2 separate regions of the Hordeum vulgare genome follow, and region 1 is linked to region 2. A link is a contact called in public Hi-C data. All regions are on one chromosome and are shown on one strand. The core of a region is the stretch at or near the end of the contact, and the rest is flanking DNA. Distances in the headings are between cores, read along the strand shown.

Region 1 (5,127 bases), core at 1,285-3,784, 810 kb before region 2:
CAGGAGACAGTTGGATCTCGAGTATTTGCATCAAAGAACGCAACTCCTTTGCAGACTGGAAGCGCAAAGACAAGGGCACCAAACGTATGGCCTTTTATTTTGCTACAGAATGATAACTGTTGGTTTAAAGTATACTCCCTCTATACCGAAATACTTGTAGTTGGGGGTAACTAGTCTAGTTTCCTAGTTTCCCCCAACTACAAGTATTTTGGTACAGAGGGAGTATTCATGACCGGATACACAATTTACGGTGTATATCTTGACATTAGACTTGACCTTTTGCTCACTTGATTCTGCAGCCACCACCGCCTCCTCCACCACGCCGGCTATCCCAGTCGCCGAGCAAGCCAAGCCCGAATAAATTGTCTGTTGGTGGTAGAAAGCCAAAGTAAGCAATCTGATCATGGGCACCAGAAAACATTTGCCTTATGAAAACGCTTAATATTGCCATCTCACATTATGACTTACTGTGTTCAACACCTGCCTATGGCATATGGCTCATCATACATGAATCTTGGTCCATGCAGGGCTTCTACTCCACACTGGCACTAACCCAACCCCAGGTCTCCATCCTCTAGGATCCTGCAGAACAAGATAGCTTTGAACCTGCTAAGGAATCAGATGCAACACCATGGCCGAAGCATCATCCGTGCTATTCCCCGTGCCCACGGTTGATGTTCGCCTGCGGCGCTACCACAACCACCACCACTTTTGTCACCTGTTAACCGTAGTAGTGTTGTGTACCTACGTGTATCATATCCACTAATGCCGCCGTAGCTCTACTGCCTTAAGAATTACTACTACCTAGAACGCTGTAAATACCTGAAATAAATTTGAGCTTTTAGCTGAAGAACGCTGACACCTGGAAAGCTCGGCAAGTTTAGGGGAGTGCTTCTCCACCTGTTGACGATGTTCATGTGTTGATGATTCAATAGATGTAATTGTTCGTGTATGGTGTTTTCTTGTCTCGCTTTGGAACGATTGTGAGCGTGTGTTCTTTGGTTCGATCACAGGACGACCGACGGTCTAGATCTATCACTAATTCGCCATGCGTCGTGCCAGTAAATAAGATACTGTAACAGGTAAAAAAAAAGATACTGGGGCGCCAGACGAGACAAGATAACCTTGTGCAGGAGGATGCAGATAGCAACAACTGTAAGATCAGTCAGATTATAGTTTCTCTTTTTTGAATTAAGATCAGAGTATATATATGATGAATAGGACGAGATATTGTTGTTGAGAATGAAAGAGCCACTGTGCCAAAAAATAACATGTAAGTAATGAGAAACAAATGGGAGAAGACAAGGGCCTCCTGCGACGCCGCAACACCAAAAATATCCTCCACATGGACGAACATTTTTTCCGCAAGGGAGAACAAAAAATAGGAAAAGTACAAGCTCACGTTGGATGTGCAAAAAGAGAGGATCGATTGGGGCCGAAAGAGTGCGGGAAAGAAGCTAGAAGTTCAGAGGGTGAAGATCGAGTTGGAAAAGTAAGAGGTAACGATCAAATGACAGCTCGAGAAGGCCAAAATATTTTAAGAGATTAAGCTTGAAAATGGAAGGTTGTAACTTGCACAGGACGCAAAGGATGTCAAGATTATGTAGACGGACGACAACCTCTTGGATGAGTATGCAAAAAAGTGATTTGTGAAAAAGAAGAAGGAGATCAACGAGTGTAAGGAGTACGAGGCGTCAAGGGAGGCTGCGGCAGCAAGGGGGCACACGACAATGATGCAGGTGGAGCATGTAGCCCGCATGCACGTGGACCAAGACACCAAGACGGCCTCTGAGCAGGCAACATCCTGCCAGCAAGCGAGGCATCCGCCACGTCCGGACAGTGATTTTATTTTGACATATTGAAATGTTGAACTATAATTTGCTTTGCTTTATTTCGAACCGTTGAATTCGGATAATTTATATTATACAATTGACATGTACGGATTATATGGATTTGAAGCTCCGAATTTATGATGTATGGATGTGCGATAGCCTATGTAAGGGGTCGGTGGCGTATAAAGTGGCCGGATTTGACAAGTCCGGCTGTAGATGATCTGACCCCTTGATTAACCAGGCAACCCTTTTTGTCTTGAAAAATTTCTCGACAGGGAAAAGACACCAGGAAAGGCTCCTTTGCTTGAAAATATTTGAACGATGTCCATACGCATATACGCCCTACCCACCAGCGGACACGATTCTCCTTTCCCCATCCGACGGCACGAGTCGAGCGCTATGCCCCCAAAGGAGTTGATAGACCCGGTTCACCATAGATAGACAAACAAAAAAGAAAAGAAAGACCCGGTCCACGGAAAGCCCTAGTTGGTGGGCGCCCTACACCGAGCGGAGCGCCTGGCGTCCACGCCTACCGTCCACGCGCCGCCCACCCCACGCCCTTTCTTTTCCTCCAAGACACGGAAACCTTCTCGAACCTCCCGTTTCCCCGAAACGCCCCCGCCCACGTGCCCGATGCACCCGAGACCTCAGGGGCAGTCTTGTACTTCCGCACCGTTAGACCGGTCTATACAACACATCCCCCACGAAATCGCCCGCAGCCAGAAAGGCGAGCAAAAGTTTCACTTGGCCTCCCCCCCTCGAGTCCTCCGGCGAGTCTCTGCGGCGGCGGCGGCGGCGATGGCTTCCTTCTCCGAGGCTCCCCCCGGGAACCCCGACGCCGGCGCCAAGATCTTCAAGACCAAGTGCGCGCAGTGCCACACCGTCGACGCGGGCGCGGGCCACAAGCAAGGTAAGACGCCGATTCCCCTCCGACGTCCCGGCGTGCCTGTCTATCCTCGCCTGCCCCGCGCCGTGCCGGGCGGGGGAGATCCGGATCGCCCCTCCCATCTGCTCGCGTGGGGGGCGGTGGTTGAGATCAGATCGGACGCTGCGCGGATAGATCTGCGTGTGCGCCCTTCGTGCTGGCGGAAGTAGCGGCTTAGATCTGTTGCGCTTGGTGATGGGGGCACTCGATTCAGCCGTGGGTTTGTTGCTCTGCTTACTCCTGTTGCGTTGCTTAGCACAGCGGTCGATGGGTACATGCTCCTTCCCGACTTCTGGTGCTTGCCGTACTGTGAATCTACATGTGCCTGGTGGTTGCTTGTTGCTCAAATCGTGATCTATTGCAGTAGGGCATGCCTCCGCGATTGTTTGTTGCTGGGAAATGCTTAGTCACCTGCGTCGTGTGATTAGGTTGCTGTTGCTCTGCTCTCTCTGCTTGAGATTAATTTCGTGATGCTGCTGGCTGCGGTTGTGTCTATTTTATTGCGATCATCTCATAAATGATTTTAGGGATCTGCTTATTCTAGGATTGACCAAAGGCATGTATATTTCCTTGGTCTTCACTAATGTGCGAGGCAAGCTGACCCAAACGGACAGTTTTGTTACATTTCTGGTTATTTTCATGTTTTGTGATGTTGAATTGTATCTCCTGTAAATGATTAGTTGCTGTGTTAAATAGATGGTTCGGGTTCAACCTCCATGATATCCCATCTTCATATGTACGTATACATGAGCATTTGACAGAAGATTGTTTTTGTTGATATCAAGCACTATGTTGCCCTTGCAGGTCCAAACTTGCATGGTCTGTTTGGGAGGCAGTCGGGCACCACCGCTGGTTACTCCTACTCTGCGGCAAACAAGAACAAGGCTGTGGAGTGGGAGGAGAACACTCTGTATGACTACTTGCTTAATCCCAAGAAGGTATGGTCAATGAGCACTAACTTTACTTAAGAAGTTCCATTTACCTGTGGTTGTGTTTTGCTCTACAATGCTTGTGATGGCAACTTCTGTTCTCCACTCTACGATCTCGTATGTTTGGTACATGTGCAGCGAGGATGACAATAGGAAAATTCTATAACTGATTTGTACTTCTGTTTCGGAATGACAGTATGAAGTATTCTTAAATTGTGATTTGTACCTGCTTACGAAACTGTATAGAAGCCCAGGGAGCTCTTTGAGTTAGTGAAAGATATTATCGTGTTAGAATATTTATGCCTGAACCTCTGGAAGTATGTACCTGAGAGAGTTATATTACTTGTTATTCTCTCTGTCAGTAGTCTATGCCATAATCTGAGGACCTACATTACCTAATTTGTGATTACATCAATGCATTTCATGTGTTGAAAAGCTGTAGAGAAGCCTATGGAGATATACCAATCAACACCTAGGTTTCTGATTAAACTGTGTTAATATTTTGGTTACTTGTCAAAACATCGCCTCTTATTGGTAGTTATGTGGGAGCATCCCAAAACAAATCTGAAGCTAGTCCTGCTGCAGTATCTGAATTCCTTCTGCCCATGCCTGAATGGTTGGCTATGTTCTTCTCTGGATAATACTCCCTCCGTTCCTGAATATAAGTCTTTGTAGAGATTTCACTAGTGGACTACATACGGATGTATATAGACATACTTTAGAGTGTACATTCAATCGTTTTGCTTTGTATATAGACATCTAGTGAAATCGCTTAAAAGACTTATATTTAGGAACGGAGGGAGTAATTTGCAGTGTGTTACTAGTGTTATCTATATGAACAGTTTGACCTTTTGACCTTTTGAGAACTGTAATCTTGTTCACATAATCCTTGATTCATATTCTGTCTGTTATCCTGATAAATGGCTTTGCCTTGACGTATTTAGCATCAGCCTGTATGCTTGCATTCAGTTCTTAGCATGCCCTTTCACGTTTCTCTTCTCTTGAAATGCATCTTGCTAACACAAACCTTGTTATTCCCATGCAGTACATTCCTGGAACCAAGATGGTCTTCCCTGGTCTGAAGAAGCCACAGGACCGTGCTGATCTCATTGCGTACCTGAAGAAAGCCACCTCCTCTTGAAAGGGCATGATGCTGTGATCATGTCATTACGAGTGAATTCATTTTGCAGTAAAATAATAAGATTAGACATTAATAGTCACTCTGGTTTAATGGGGTGGGTGATCCACGAGACAATTATCTTGCGAATTTCGTTTTTATGATATGGGTTTCATATCTCTAGGTTTAGTTGGTAAAATCTTCGTCAATCTTTTGATTCAGTTGCTGGAAAATCCCAGGACGCATGTTTTGACCACCAGGTGGCGGTGGGACTGGAATGCACACCCATGTTGATGAACATGAGATCTTTAAAATTGATATATA
Region 2 (5,172 bases), core at 2,513-5,012:
TGCTGGTTATCTTTCTGCTTTGTTATGGTTTTCTTCTCTTTTTAAAAATGCTTGGAATTTCAAATTGTCTTACCATTTTTGAACTTCTAATTTTGTTCCCATTTCGTTATAATTCTGCGGAATTTCAGTTTGTCATCCACTTTTTGAAGAAATTTCAGAATTTAAAAAATGCTCAAACAATGAAAATATGTTCAAGGGTTGAAATAAGTATCCATTTTTTAAAAGGGTTTACAAATTTAGATTATGTTCCTACTAAAAACAATTGGATTTAAAAATATGTTTCCATTAAAAAAATCAGAAAATCAAAATTTATTCACAATTTTCAAACATTATTCTTAAATTTAAAAATATATTAGCCTCTAAATATTTAGGAAATGTTGCTGTTTTAAAAAAATGTTCTCAAATTCTATTTGTAGTGATTATTATTTTCATTTTTAAAAATATTCCCATTCTCTAAAATAGTTAACTTTTTTATAAATTTATGTACTTTTCAAGAGTCCCTACTCAGACTTGTTTTTCAAGGTTAAAGTGCCCGGTTGGTACAGTACCGTACCGGTATAGTGCCTCATTCGACCCTGGTATTTTAGGGAGTCCTATAGGACGCCTTCAGCACCAGGGAACAGTTCTGGCGATCACTGCAGCACCACACTGGGCCAGCCCGCAAAACACGAGCAGGTGGATGGAGGTGGTTTCTGGAAAATGCTATTCGTCGCGTGTTGCGGCAAATTGCCAGGTTTTCGCACAGAGAAAGACGAGCGAAGGATGAACTGAACCGGCCCATTACAGTTGCGGGGATTCCAGTTTTGGAAGCCTTCAAGATTTATTCAACCGGTTTTTTCAGGTTTTGGAAATTTTCCAAAATACTCCCTAAACTGGTTTACTTTTTTTCCGTTTTTTTATCTTTATTATGTTCTATTTCTTTTTTTAATTTTCTGTATCAAAAATGTTCTGGCTTTTTCAAAATTGTTCCAGAATTTGATAAAATTTTCCAAAATTTGAAAAACTTTTCTAGAATTTGGAAAAATGTTCTGAATTTGAAAAACTATTAGGGAATTTGATAAACTGTTCCAAAATTTTAAGAAATATCCATAATTTTTATGAAAATGTTTCGTATTTTCAAAAATAATTCTGTAATTTGCAAAAATGTTTCGGAATTTGAATCAACATAATAGAAAAACAACTATTTTATAAAACAAAAAAACAAGCTGGGCCGGCCCAGTTGGGGCGAGCCCTTGTCCGTTGCAGCTTGTCCTTGCCGAAGATGGACTGGCCCAGTCGGGGCGACACCATAGTGCAGTGCGCGACTCCTTGCCACAATTAGCGGCAAATAGGAGGTCAAGTGCTTCAGGTGCGACCGTTTGAAAAAACAAATGATCGCTGCACTGCATAGTTGACTAACCCATTCAATTGATGCCTTGATATGTTGACTTGACATTGACCATTAATTTATTTTTAAAAAGTTTATGCATTTTGGAAACAAAATCATTGATTTTGAAAAAAAGGTTCATTGAATTTAAAAAAGTTTAGAAAAACTGAAAGAGTTCATAAGTTTCAAAAATAAGTTCATTAATTTTTGAAAAAAGTTCATAAAATTTGACAAACAATTCACTAAATTTTGAAAAATTTCACGATTTTGAAAAAGTTCATTGATTTGAAAAAGGTTCATCCTATTTAAATAAATGTAAATTGATTTTTTTAAAAGTTCATCAAGTTTGAAAATGGTTCATTTACTTATAGAAATTAAGCCCATCAATTAGTAAAAATTCATAGATTTTGAAAACAAATTCACGAATTTTAAAAACACAGTCGCGAATTTTAAAAAATCATGCATTCTAGTAAAAGAAAAAAGAAACATAGAATGGAAAAATGAAAAATGAAAAGTACAGTAAAAAACCGTTTCAAAAACAAAAAAAGGTTTGAAAAGCTTCTGGAAGCTTTCCAAAAGTGGGGGATTCCGCAACCTTGACAAAGAATAAATAAATAAAGAAAAAGAAGTATGTAAACGTATATATCGGCTTGTCGTAGTGGTTGTTGCGCTGCTCTTTGAATGTGGAGATCCTGATTTTGAACCCCGCCTTGCATCCTTTTTGCTTTGCTTGAGTTTGAAGAGAGAAAATAAAGGGACATCGGGTTGGCCCAGCGCATCTCGGGGTGTGCTCCTGATTGCACAAAATATTGTAACGGGCGTAGCGGGCGCCATTTTGGATTTGCCGATCTTCTGCAAGATACATCGTTTGGTTGCTACAATGTTGGATCGCCATAATGCCTCTTCCGACCCGTTACAGTCACGGGGAAAACGTGGGGTTAATGGGCTAGGCCTAGCTGCTCGTGCTTGTGTGCATCGCATGGCTGTTTGATCAAAATATGTTATATAGCGAAATTACTAATTAATTGGTACTCTTTGCAAAGGTCACTCATATCTCCGCATGTTAAGACAAGTGGCAACTGCCTGTACGTCACTTGTATCAACCCAGTATTCAAAACGTTTTATCTTTTGTACCGTGCGTTCAAATCTCAAACCGTTTTTACTGTTGGATTACTCGCGTGAGAGATCTTTATAACTAGACCTTGCATTGATAGGTTTCGAGAACTTTTTTCTTCATAAACAAACTAGACGAAAAAAACGAATCGGAAGCAAAAAAAGATCATTTTCCAAAGAGGGATGACTGTGCCTCACGCGAAACCAAATCCGTGCTTCCACGAGAAGGAAAATGTGCCTCCCACGAAAGAAGAACAAAAACATGAGGAAATGCGTATTTATGTAAACAAGCTTAACTCCATTCTGCTTTTACAAGTACACTTTGTTGGGATCAGAGGAGATGGATTGTTCCACCCGTGACAAAGGCGACTGCGAGGTTACCTCGGGTCCACCATTAATGGCCCCTGTGCCTCGCCTACTCCCATAACTCCAACTCTCAGCCTCCCGCCATCCACCCACCAAGCCCCAGCCCCCAGATCCGAGAGGAGGATAGCGGGGAGGTGTCGTCGAGGCCACGCGAGGCAGGCACACCCCACAACAATGGTGGCAGCTCTGATGGCCCTTCAGTAGACGATTCCGGTGGAGCTGCTGCCGGAAATCGACCTGCACTCTTCGGAGGTGCACGCGGAGATGTTGCGCGTGGTGCGGGGGCGCTTCCCCGACCGCTCCAAATGGCGAGATATTATGGTGGAGATCATCCACAGATCTACCTTCGAGGAGCGAGCCCCTTTTTGCGGCGACGACGGCTGGATGGACTACGATATGATATTATGGGACATCGAGGAGGCGGAGACGATGGATCCACGCCAGGCAGCGAGCTGGAGACAGTTCAAGGCGGAGAGCCCCTCTCGTCTCAACATCCGTCTGCCGCCAGTGATAGAGTTGGCCAATCCCCCCCCCCCCCCCCCCCCCCCCCCCGGGGTCAACCTGCCCCTCGTTCCCTAAAGCCTTGGGCTCCCAGCGGACGTGCTCGCCGAAGGGCGCTTGGCTCGGAGCTGTGGGCGCGTCGTGAAGGGGGAGAGCTGCATCTCCGCAGTTTGGAACCACCACCGTGGCCAGGAGACCGTGGTGATATCTCTGCTTACCGGAGTAAGGGAGTTTTCGTGATGTGGGGAGTTGTGGTGACATTCTGGTCAAAAATTTAGATCGTGGTTTGTGAGAGTGTGACATTTCTCCTACTAGTCTTGTTGTTGGAGTTTCTACTCCTCGCCTTCCACAGTTGCCATGGGGTGCTTGTGCCTCCCCAACCCTGGCGAGGTCTTTGTCGGATGGCGACGCTGTGGTTCCTAAGGTGCCACGGGCTTATTCGAAATTGCCCTTGCGTGAACCAGTTGCGATTCCTGCACCCCTCATCTGGGGATGTGTGGTCAAGCGGAAGGCGCATTTGCCAAAGCCGTCTTTCCGTGAGGAAAATAGCTTTGAGGAGGAAACGGCAGAGTTTTTTGGATTACTTTGGGTTATCCCTTCCACCGTGCGCCGCCGGCCTCACATACACAACCCCCTCCCCTCCATACCCTAGATATGCCATCCCCAAAATTTTCTGGGTGAGGAAAGACTTCTTCCAATCTAGGAAATTTTTGAGAGAAGATTGTTTTCCAGTTGAGTGCTTAGGTCATTTTGACCCTACCCCACCATCTTCAAGCTTTTGATGGAGGGGATCAGCCCTGGTTCATTGTCGTTCACGGAGGTGGTCAAGAGGAATATGGACAAAGGGGGATAGCAACAGTAGTGGCCTCCATGTTGCCAGGCCAACAAGAAGACGGTGCCTGCCCAGGGAGGGCAAGTCCAGCCTCCCACACCTCCTCCACCTGCTCCCACGAAACCGACCAAGGCCATGGCCAAGGGTGGGGGTGGCAACGAAGAATCTGGTGTGAGGGGCTCCCAACCCAGTACGAGCGGCACCTGCAGTCCCACATCCACCAGCTACTCAAGCCGTGGATCCGAGGTACAAGGATATGACTTGTTTCAATTGAAGTTGGCATAGGAACTACATTGGTAACTGCATTGAAACCAAGAAGTGTTTCATTTGTGAGGATGGACACAATGTAAACAACTGTGCAACATGGGTCCATCAACACCCTACCGCAACATACTTTGGAAGTGTTGCTCCAGATTTAGGGTTTTACCATATTAACATCCCCGTGTGTGTGGAATCAAGTTGGATGAACTATAAAAATTGTACTCTGCTACATGTGGTGAGAGGGGAGGTGTCTACCTCAGAATTACTGATGCAACTGAACGATATCTTTTGCAAGAACAAGGAATGGCCCCGGCAGATCAAAGAGGTGGAAAGTAAAAAATTCCTTCTATGCTTTCCTCATCGGAAGAATGTTGAAGATCTGATTGAGTTCCCTCATTTTGATCTGCCTTTTGATGGAGTTTTTACGAAGGTGGTCGAATGGCAAGGAATGCTAGACCCCTTTGGAGAACTCACTGAAGCATGGGTTCAGATTGAAGGATTTCCTCCCAAGTGGTGTGCTTGGAAAGTATTTTCTCAAATCACTTCTTGTTTTGGTATCCTTGTGGATGTGGACTGGAATGGCATTTTTAAATGCGTATATGAGGTCATTCGTGTGAAGGTGGCATGTAGGGACCCAACCAAAACCCATTTTGAGAGATTGGTGGAAATTAAAAAGAAATTGTATCTGATGTTCTTCTATGTGGAAGGTTTTGATTAGATTGGTGAAGAGGAT

What was found. Hi-C and Micro-C count contacts between places; a contact is called where the count stands out from the background.
Region 1: a Hi-C map of leaf shows a contact between it and region 2, with 2.1 times the contacts expected there. The contact joins the promoter of LOC123442708 here to the enhancer-like site in region 2. A contact is called at or near these places in 3 of 6 Hi-C or Micro-C datasets (leaf and seedling).

Annotation. Positions count from the first base shown.
Region 1 is chr1H:428,482,822-428,487,948 of MorexV3_pseudomolecules_assembly, reverse strand. It overlaps LOC123442708 (cytochrome c), which reads left to right and starts at 2,534. Exons shown (of 3, transcript XM_045118831.1): 1 at 2,534-2,742; 2 at 3,562-3,695; 3 at 4,732-5,127. The coding sequence starts at 2,631. The coding sequence ends at 4,827. It overlaps LOC123442719 (protein WVD2-like 7), which reads left to right. Exons shown (of 10, transcript XM_045118843.1): 8 at 1-84; 9 at 300-388; 10 at 528-952. The coding sequence ends at 552.
Region 2 is chr1H:427,674,776-427,679,947 of MorexV3_pseudomolecules_assembly, reverse strand. No RefSeq gene overlaps it. Among protein-coding and RNA genes, the nearest start is that of LOC123442669, 150 kb to the left of the region's middle. Within about 2 kb of position 3,762, at least 3 of the 3 cell types and tissues checked have open chromatin away from gene starts, as enhancers often do. A contact at or near this core is called in leaf and seedling, where this site is marked.